Regions from separate parts of the Hordeum vulgare genome. Here region 1 is linked to region 2. The links are chromatin contacts, called in public HiChIP or PLAC-seq maps. All regions are on one chromosome and are shown on one strand. The core of a region is the stretch at or near the end of the contact, and the rest is flanking DNA. Distances in the headings are between cores, read along the strand shown.

The links. HiChIP or PLAC-seq counts read pairs in DNA pulled down with a chosen protein or histone mark.
Region 1: a contact with region 2 is called in an H3K4me3 HiChIP or PLAC-seq map of embryo, with 6 times the contacts expected there. The contact joins the promoter of LOC123401911 here to the promoter of LOC123401888 in region 2. A contact is called at or near these places in 1 of 6 Hi-C or Micro-C datasets (seedling) and 1 of 1 datasets of contacts at active chromatin or transcription factors (embryo).

Annotation. Positions count from the first base shown.
Region 1 is chr6H:501,386,204-501,390,964 of MorexV3_pseudomolecules_assembly, forward strand. LOC123401911 reads left to right here and starts at 1,974. Exons shown (of 6, transcript XM_045095775.1): 1 at 1,974-2,075; 2 at 2,710-3,207; 3 at 3,310-3,453; 4 at 3,551-3,604; 5 at 3,725-3,900. The coding sequence starts at 2,781.
Region 2 is chr6H:501,190,086-501,195,106 of MorexV3_pseudomolecules_assembly, forward strand. It overlaps LOC123401888 (3',5'-nucleoside bisphosphate phosphatase-like), which reads right to left and starts at 2,502. Exons shown (of 5, transcript XM_045095746.1): 1 at 2,083-2,502; 2 at 1,158-1,282; 3 at 755-1,069; 4 at 479-648; 5 at 1-197. The coding sequence starts at 2,442.

The DNA of each region.
Region 1 (4,761 bases), core at 724-3,223, 200 kb after region 2:
CGTGCGAGTTCTGGGTCCAGGTCCAAAAGTTCGAGGGGCAGATGGTGCTTGGGGCAGTACTTCTGCCGTCGTCACGGAGTCGCCCCCGGTGACCTCATCGTGTTGTGCATCTCCGACCCACGCCTCAAGGTCCACATCTACAACCATGATAGCTCCATCGGGTGCAGCGTGCGTTGCAGCAGGCAGATCTGCATCGGTGATCGTGCTTTCGCACTCTCAACTTAGTTAGCATGAGCTTTCAATTAGTTTGAAGTGGTGGGAGAACTTATTGTCAAACTTTTAATATTTTGTCCATGCTTCAGCACCCCATGGTGAAGCACGGGGCATGGGATGCCCATACTGTTTAAAAACTTATATGTGTTAGCAGTATGGATGTTTAGTTGCTATTTTCATGCTTGTTTATCCGTTGTTAGCTGTTGTTTACCTGCTTGTTTATGTGTTGTTTGATGCTTTGTTAAGTGCCATGTCGTTGTTGTGTCTAATATGGTGCCAAGGCCATCATATTTGAATGAGGTGAGCAAAACATAAACATGCATGCAACCAAATAGTTGTGATTTACATATGCTCATCCATTAGAGCATTTTCAATAGAAGATGTATATGCAAAAATAACTAACTTTTGCATCTCCAAGGGTTGAAAACACCTCTCCAACAATGGTGTAGATGCAAAAAATAAAAATAAAATACATCATCGCCTTTCGGAGACGTAAACTATAACACCTCGCGGTGCAAATTTGCATCTCCCCTACACGAGATGTAAAAACGCAACCGCCCGCCAATTGCCCAACTATTGTCCCATTCTCTTTCGCGTGACCAGCTGCCACCCGCCCAACTCCGATGTCGACCGGATCGCACCAAATTGCCACTGTCGTCGCCCGCTCGATGGCGAGGGGCCCACCGCGACTTCGCCCCCGTATACAGCCGCCTGCCTCGCCGGCTCCGAAGTTCCTCCGCCGTTGGCTCTCAATAAATTCTGCTGTCTGTCGTCGCCTAATTGAGCCCCGTCGTCGCTCCTCCGCCAGCCCCCGACTGTCACCTTCCCTCCGCCAGCCCATGGTCGTCGCTCGAGTCATCCCGCCCCACCCCGACGTGCGACGGCGTCGCTCCGACCTTGCCGTTGCCCGACCTCGCCTAACAACCTCGCCGCCCCTGTGTCATCCGCCCTTCGCAGCCGCCCGACCTCGCCCAACAACATTGTCGCCCCCGCGTCGTCCGCCCCGTCGTAGCCGCCCGACCTCGCCACCTCCGCCCCGCCTGATCTCTCCCGACCCCGCCCCTCAAATGAAGTGCTAGTCGAAATATAGTTTTTACGTCTCCATTTGCATTTTCTATTAGAGTAGCTATTTTACATCTCCGTTTTGCATCCGTGTTGAAGACGACCCTATTTTGAAGATGCAAAAAACACTTTTTAGAGATGTAAATTTTTACATCTTCTGTTTTACATCTTCAAATTTGCATCTTTCATTGAAGATGCTCTTTAGCACAAATGCAGGCAACCAAACAGCCAATCCTAAAATGACCATTGATACAATAAAGACAACCAAACAACATATAAATATCAATTCCTTACCTGTTTTCCTCAACCAGGCTGGCTGGAGATGTGGCTGAAATGCACGCACTGTTCACTCGGGGCAACCAAACACGCCCTAGAGAATTCGGCCCAGATCTCAGATCCAAGGGAGATCCGACCGCGGGGGAAGTGGCCGATGTGGGGGCACGACCCGCTCGACCGACGCCTAGCGCCGCAGCCCCGGTGCAGACCACGGAACGCCGAACGACCGACGCGACGGACCCGTGCCACGGCAGGTCCATCCATGCATCCATCCAACAAACCAACCACCGCGGAGCCTCCCGCGCCCGGCGCGCGCGGACGGGCACGGCGCCCAAATTTCCGAACGCGAGCGCGCGCAACCCGGGACCGCCCGCAAGGGCTCCCCCCCGCTCACGCCGCCCCGCTCCAACCCTTTTCGCCTCCACCCGTGCCTCCCACAACCAGAGACCCCACCCCACCCCACCCCACTCTCCTCCCGCTCCGGAGGGCGATCTCGGGAGGAACGGCGGGCGTCCCGCGGCGAGGTTTGCGCCCCCAAACCCTACCCCTCCTCCCCGTCTCGCCACCCCATCCGAAGGTTCTGGCCCGGCAGCCACTGCGCGGGAGGCTGGGGGGCGAGGCCAGGCACCGCCCCGCCATGTTTCCTCCCAGATTCGGCTCCCCCCCCTTTCGGCGCGGAGCTGGAATCCCCGTTGATTCATCCTCACGATAGACTCGCCGTTTCCAAGTTTCTGTAGCGACTCTACTTCCTCTAAAGTGGTAGTACCAAGACGACGGAATGGAACCCTATTTCCCCGCTAAGTCGTTGTCAACTCTGCCGAATTACCCCGCAACAACGCGCATACGTCCTGTGTATTCCTTCTGGGGGCCGAGAGCGGGAGGATTCCGTCTCAGAAACCCTCGATCTCATCCAATTTTGCATCGATTGGCACTTAGCTGGCTCGATTTACCCCGAATGTTCTGTTAGCTTCCTAGCCTCCTAGCACATGGCATTGCTTTGCTTCCGGTAGTCGATGGGACAACCGTTTTTACAATGAACAAACCTTAGCCCTTTGTTCTGGCTATAAACCATGCTTATGTGCATTTACTGCCTTCTTTCCCAACACAGTGTGAATACATCGCTCACATTGTATTTTGTTTCCGAAATGATCAATGCAGTTGTATTATACCGTTGTCCGCGACGATTCTGCTGTTAATTTTGGCAAGTTGGTGACTACCTGGAAGCTGCAATGACTGAAAACACCCAGGGCAGTGGCCGACGAGCCTTTGGAGACCTGACGAATGTCCTTGGCAAGCGGCCAGCCTCATGCGATCTGGAGAAGAGTGCAGGTGGAGTCAAGATTAGTCGGGTTGAAAAGGTCGTTGACCCTAGGAAAGAGCCTCATGAAAAGGCTAAGGCCAATGTTGGGGCATCAGGAAACCTTATTGAAGTTTTGGTCGATGGTATTGGCAAAGAGGACTTTGCAAGGACTTCAATTTTCCGTGGAGCCAAGGTTCAGCACATGGCTGCTCAGGCAGCTGGGCTACTATCCAAGGATGATGATGATGTCAGGAATCGTTCTCTATCGTTGGATTCTTCTGGCCTCAACGACAAGGCGGAGTCTTCCTTGGAATCAGAGGGTGGCTGTGCAGGGGAAGATGATGATGACACTGATAGTGAGTTGCTGCCATTTGCCAGTGAGGCTAGTAAGATTGTAATTAATGATAAGAATAATGAGGGTGAATGTCTGACTCAAGAGGAGATGGTTGTATCACCAGGAAATCAGAATCCAGAGTCTTCGTTTGACGCTGCAGCTCGTGATGACATGACATGTACAAATGTCCAGCATCCTCCAATGGGGGTTGGCGACTTGGAAAAATCATGCGCTACAAAGTCTTGCACTTGCTCTTTCTGTCTTAAGGGTATGATTACATGAATTTCTTGCTTCCACATGCATTGTATGTGTCATTATGATGCCATGTGAACATACACCTTATCTCTTTATTCCTGTTTGAACAGCTGCTTTTATGTGGACTGATCTCCATTATCAGGATGCAAGAAGTCGGCTTGGTGGTAATTCTCGGCATATTCAACTCTCTCTCTCTCAGCAGTACATGTAGTGTGGTTTCTTTGTTTGTTCACTATTGATCATGTTACTAATATTGATTCCATCTCTGTCAAACCTTTCTTTAGCATTGAAGAAGAGCATAAAGTTTGCTAGATCGCTAGAGGCAAAGAGGCAAGGAAATGAATTCAGTGCAGACAGATACTCGCAAAGAGCCGCACAGATGGGATTCGAACTATCTCAACAACAGAGATCACTCTTTCTTCATACTGAAAATGCCCTCGTTCGTGAATCTGCCCAGCTTGTAAGTTGTTTTACACCCACAATATTCCATCTTAGTCAAAACTATGTCGATGGTATCTTGGCATCAATTTGTATGGTGTCACTGCGGTTAGTAGCAAAAAGTTGTGGTTGTCAACAGTTTACTCTCGGTGCAAATGTCTGTTTGCTTGCACTGGTAAATTTTGGGGGACCATTGGTTTGTTAGTTTGTGGAGGATGAGTGATGAATTTAGCCTTGCTGTGGCGCTCAGTAGTTTGGCCTTCAATTTATCGTTACATTGTTTGGGCCAACACAAAAGGCAAATACTTCTATCTTCACAAAATATTTTATGACCAGCTAAAAACCATAGTTATTCTAAAGATGCTCTTGTACTCGATATTTCTTAGTGCCTATCTAGGCATGTTAAGTAGGTAGTTGGTGTCATTTTTTTTGCCACATATTAGTTTATTTCCTGTAAACTATTTTTTTCTCACATATTAGTTGCCATGTAACAACAGATTTAGACATGCATCATTGTCGACGATGGAGGTATTTTTTCTGTGTTCCCCACAGCTATGTGAGCATGATGATGGTGAGGTCTATTTATTTTGCTTTCTTTAGCCCTCTCCCTCATGCCCGTCTACCTTGGTCTTGTGGGAACCTCCATGGTTTTGAGTTTGATCGCATTCTTCTTACCGGCAAAAAAGATAAGCATCAAACTTATTTCATGGTCATCGTCCAGCTGACACATCAAGTGGCACTCAACACACCAAAAAGCGAACTACTTTGTCACTCATCTTAGAGCAGAACCACTTGGTCGGTGCCCATGTCTTGAAGCTAGGGATCATAGGTTGTTGATCCATTTTCATATTTAACAGATAGCCCTCTCGTTTGCCATGTTTCT
Region 2 (5,021 bases), core at 1,252-3,751:
TTTTCTTTCAGTGGTGGTTGCAAAATTTTCCTTCATAGCATTGCACCATATTGGTTGAGCTACCTCAAGAAATCTGAAAAGTGCCAAGACGGGAAGATCAACACTTCCTATATCAGATTCTTCCTTGTCATCTCGTCCATGGTAATCTGATCCACCGAGCTTCAGAAGCTCATAAGTATCGGCCAGATCACTCAATCCTGCTTTAGATAATTCAGCAGTTAATTGCATTGAAGTTCAGACACATTAGGCATTCTCTTTTCGGTTCAGGTTGTTTTGAACTACAGACATATTTGTGGATTTGGTTAATAAAAGGCTGCATGCATCAATTGATGCAGAGGCCGGGGGTAATCCTCCTTTTCTATTAAAAAAACTAAGGGATGCAATAGACATATACGTAAGATGCATCGTTAGTATCTGCATAAATTGGTAACATAAAGCATCACTTGTTAGGACTGGAAAATGATCATTCTGTTCATACCGGATAGTTTCCCATCGCTTCGATAGACCTCAATAGCGTGCAGACCAGCAGCCTTCAAATCCTTTATCACGGGAACATGATTTTTCAACGCCCACGGATGAGCCAAAACAGCGATGCCCCCAGTTCTGCATATTAGCTGCACAACAGATTCCGCAGCTGGCTCACTACCACTACAAATAGACAGCGGAAATCCACATCAGTACATACTAACTACTCTGCATCTGGTGCGAAATGAAGCAAAAACATGCATGACCATGATTCAGAATGTATACTTACGTAGCATAAGCAGGCCCTCCATCGTACAAGTACCTGCTGAAAGCTTGCCTAAGATTATCAACATATCCAGCTGCAACCATTGCACGCGCCACGTGCACCCGCCCTGGAGCCACTCCATTCCCTGCTATATTAGACACATCTTCAAAGTTCAATGGCATGCCGAGGTTCCTAAGTTTCGATAGCATCTCCTTCGCACGTGTATAGCGGCCCTCCCTGATGCTAGATAGAACCTTCTCCAGTTCCTGAGATTTAGCAGGCCCCAAACTACCGTAGTATGCAAGAACATGAACAGGTTCGTTGGCTCCTGATCCATTACTTTCAGAACAATTAACAACTTTGAGAATTAACCACATCTGTGTGATAAAAAGCATGTTACAAATTTTAGGGTGGAGAAGAGAGTTACCTAGGCGAATAAACGGCGCTTATCTCAACAGCAGGGATGATCCTGATGGAAAATTTCTTTGCAGTCTCCATCGCCTCTGCGACACCCGCCATGGTGTCATGATCAGTCAGTGCGAGCACTTTCACCTGTGCTGGTCACCAGGTAACAGAGTTAGCCTAGGAACGTTCTGGGTATTTGCATTCAGAAATACCGAATAAACGGGTGATTGTTCATGCAGAAAGCCACTCCCAGATCGATTTCTGGCAGGCGGTTATCCAAATGTGGTTCATTATACACCCTCCGTCTGGAATTACTTGTATGAATAAAAATGATGTATTTAAAATTAAAATACGTCTATATACATTTATTTCCTGAATGAGTATAGACACTGAATAGTTATGGGGATCTTTTACCGAAGTAACACGAAAGAAAATATTCCATCCGTACTTTTTTACTCAGCTTATAAGATTTGTTTGAAGTTAAACTATGCAATGCTTGACCAAATTTATATATTATAAAAAATATCGTGAATGTTATAAGATTTGTTACCCATTCCCACCCCTAGGTCCAACATCATCTACCATATGAAAGTTATATAGTATGAAAATTAATTTCATAATGCATCTATTGATATTGATTAAATATAGTGAATTTGATATATTTTTCATATTATTACAAAGTTGGTCAAACCTTACAAAGTTTGACTTGAACAAATTTTATATGCAGACATAAAAAACGGAGAGAGTACACATCAAAGCACAGTAGTGGCGGAGGTGCTTAACACGAGGGTGAGAATCATGAGATCGAGCATTGGCATCGGCTACTACGGAACTGAAGAACATTGGAGCTGCAGTTTGCATTTGCATTTACGCTTGTAGCGAGATGGGGGTGGCATGTCGCGAACGTCTCTGCAGTTGGTGACAGGCGGGGGCAAAAAAAGGCTTACCTCATTGCGGTGCGCGCGCTCCACGAGCGCCGCGGGCGAGAGCGAGCCGTCGCTGCGCGCCGAGTGCGCATGCAGCTCCACGGCCACGCGCGGCCGCCGCCTCCCCGCCGGCAACGGGTGCCCGCAGCCCGCCTCGTCGTCGCCGCCCGCCTCGCCGCGGCGGGCCCAGCGGAGCACGGACCTCAGCGCGGCCAGCTCCTCCTCGCTCGGCGCCCTCCGCCGCTTCTTCTTCTTCTTCTTCTTCATCGGTCGCGCCTTGTGCTGCTGCTCCCGATCGTCTGCGTCCGGTGGCGCGGCATTGGCCGCTGCGGAGGCATCCTCCTCTTCCTCGGTCGTAGCGGCGGGGCGCGTCGTCGTCATGTGTCGCGTCGCAAGCTAGCTGCAGGCTGTGGGCGTGCGCAGCGCAGTAAAAGGGTGTAGGGCGTGGGAAAGGCGTCGGCAGGGGCTTTTAAGACGAGCGGTCGTCCATCAGCGACAGGGACGGGAAGAAGTGTCTGCTGAGGCGCGGTCTTGGGACGGGGGGCCGCCGCGCGCTCGTGTCGTGTGCCGGTCGTCTCGGCCCTGCAGCGCCCATCACCCCGGTGTGTGTGGATCATCGATGCTGCGCCTGCACAGTCTTTTTTTTTTCTTTTCATAAGTCCAACTCTACCGCACGACCCCAAACGAACGTCCGGTTTGACCGGATTTTGTCCGTTTGGGACGAAAATGGATTTGACCATGTCCGCTTCTGTCCATTGAATCGTGCGTACGTTCACCGCGCGGCTGCACCTCAAATAATGTATGTGTTGAACGTGATTAAAAAAATAGAAAAATTTAAATAAAAAGTAAATAAACGCATGTAAAAAAACTTAAAACATAACATCAAGGTCATGGCCACAAAACGGTCCAGTTTGACATAATTAACATAAAAAACGCCAGTCGATGCCGTAGCCGTGGCCGTCTCCAGTGGCCATCGGTGTCGTCGTCGTCGCTGACGAGGTCCAAGTATGTCACCGGTGTCCAGAGGTGGGCCGGCGGTCCGTGGTGCGCGGGGGCGGGCTGGAAGCTGGCAGGTGCCTGCAGCACCTCCTCCCATGGCGAGGTGTCCCGCTCCGGTGACCGCGGCGACGTGGGGCACCAGGTCACGCCCCCCATTACGTGCCGCCATCTCCGGCGTCGTGCACGACCAGCTCCACTGCTGGCCCACCAGATCCGGAGGGAACGCGGCCACCGGGGCGTCCTCCATCAGCTCGGGGATGGCGACGTCGCCGGCCGCGGAGAGGGCCAACGCGTCCTCTAGGCCCGGCCATTGGCGTTCATCATGCGTCATCATGGAGTCCTCCATGACACGCTGCATGAGCCGGGCCTCAGCCTGCGCTGTCATGCGAGGAGGTGGAGGTGGTGACGGAGATGGGGAAGGCGACGACGTGGGCGTGAGGCCGCGCACTCGTGTACGCCCGCGCACCTCCCGTGCCCGCACGTCGTGCTCGTCCCTGAGTCACGTGTCCCAGAGGGTGGAGTCGGCGGCATACCTATCGTCGTAGTACATGTCGTCGGGGAGGAGGCGGCGGCGGCGCTCGATCTCGATGCGGCCCGCACGGCCGCTCGTCGACACCGACGGGATCGGGACCCGGTCGACTGAGAGGTGCCAATTGTTAGGAAGGTGGACGTCGCTCCACGAGACCTGCGTCCTCGTCTCCCAGTAGCGCCGGCATACCTCAGCGCTGAGGTATTGTCGGCCGCGCTGGCCGGCGGGCCTAGGGCCGATGGTGAAGGGAGCAGGCGCGGAGGCCCGGTGCGGTGGCGATGCGGCCTCCTCCTTCACGGAGCCGCGACGGTGTCCCGACGAGGAGCCAGCCTCGCAGTCGTGCTTTCCCTTGCGGCCGTAGTTCCACGGCCCCATGGTTGCGAGGTGGCTGGCCGGCGAGTTCGAGGAGGCTAGGGTTTGGGTGTCGGGTTTCGAGGAGGCCATGGGCTGGTGATGGGAAGTGTGGACGACGACCGGTCCACGGCTTCCCCATTTAAGAAGGACCGCGACCGTTCCCTGGGCGGATGACAGGCGGGCCCGGCTGCTCGTGCGCATTGATGTGGGCGGGTGGGAGGTAGGTGACCGCGTGCCACGCGGCCCCGGCGCGGATGAGCGCGCGTCCGTTTGCTGACCGTCGCGACCCAAACCCCGCGCCAGTTTGCGCTCGAAATGTGTCGTTCTGGACACAAAACGAACAAGATGGGTCCGGGCCGTCTCGCGCTGGGCTGACCTATTTGTCCCTTTTACCCCAAACGGACGGGGCCGGACAGGATGGGGTCGCGCGGTGAAGTTGGCCTAACAGCATCTACGACCGGACTGGCAAATACCACATACTAAAATGCAATTTTTAAATCCATACAAGTATCGATGGGTATGCCCGAGACACCTCAAGTAAATATCCAAGGAGACTCGAGCGTCTAATCTTGGGATGCCCCAGAAGGCATCCCAACTTTCTTGAACAAGTATCATTATGTTTTCGTCTTAGTTTCGTTCACACGATATGTGTAAATCTTGGAGCGTCTTTTGTGTTTAGTTTTTACTTTTATTTTATGCACCATGCTGGTATGAGATAGTACATGGTTGATTTATAGAATGCTCATTGCACTTCACTTATATTTTGAGTGTGGATTTATCTTCATGTGCTTCACTGATATCATTTGAAGTTTGGATTGCCTGTTTCTCTACATATAGAAAACCGTTATTTGTAGAATGCTCTTCTGTTTCACTTATATTTATTAGAGTGTGATCTTTTGTAGAAAGAATTAAATTCTCATGCTTCACTTATATCTATTTAGAGTCAAAAGGAATTGGTCATTTACATGGTTAGTCATAAAATCCTACATAAAATTTGTAGATCACTCAGTATGATATGTTTGATTTCTTGCAATAGTTGCGACATTAAGATAGTAATATGTGGGTGCACTAGTTGATG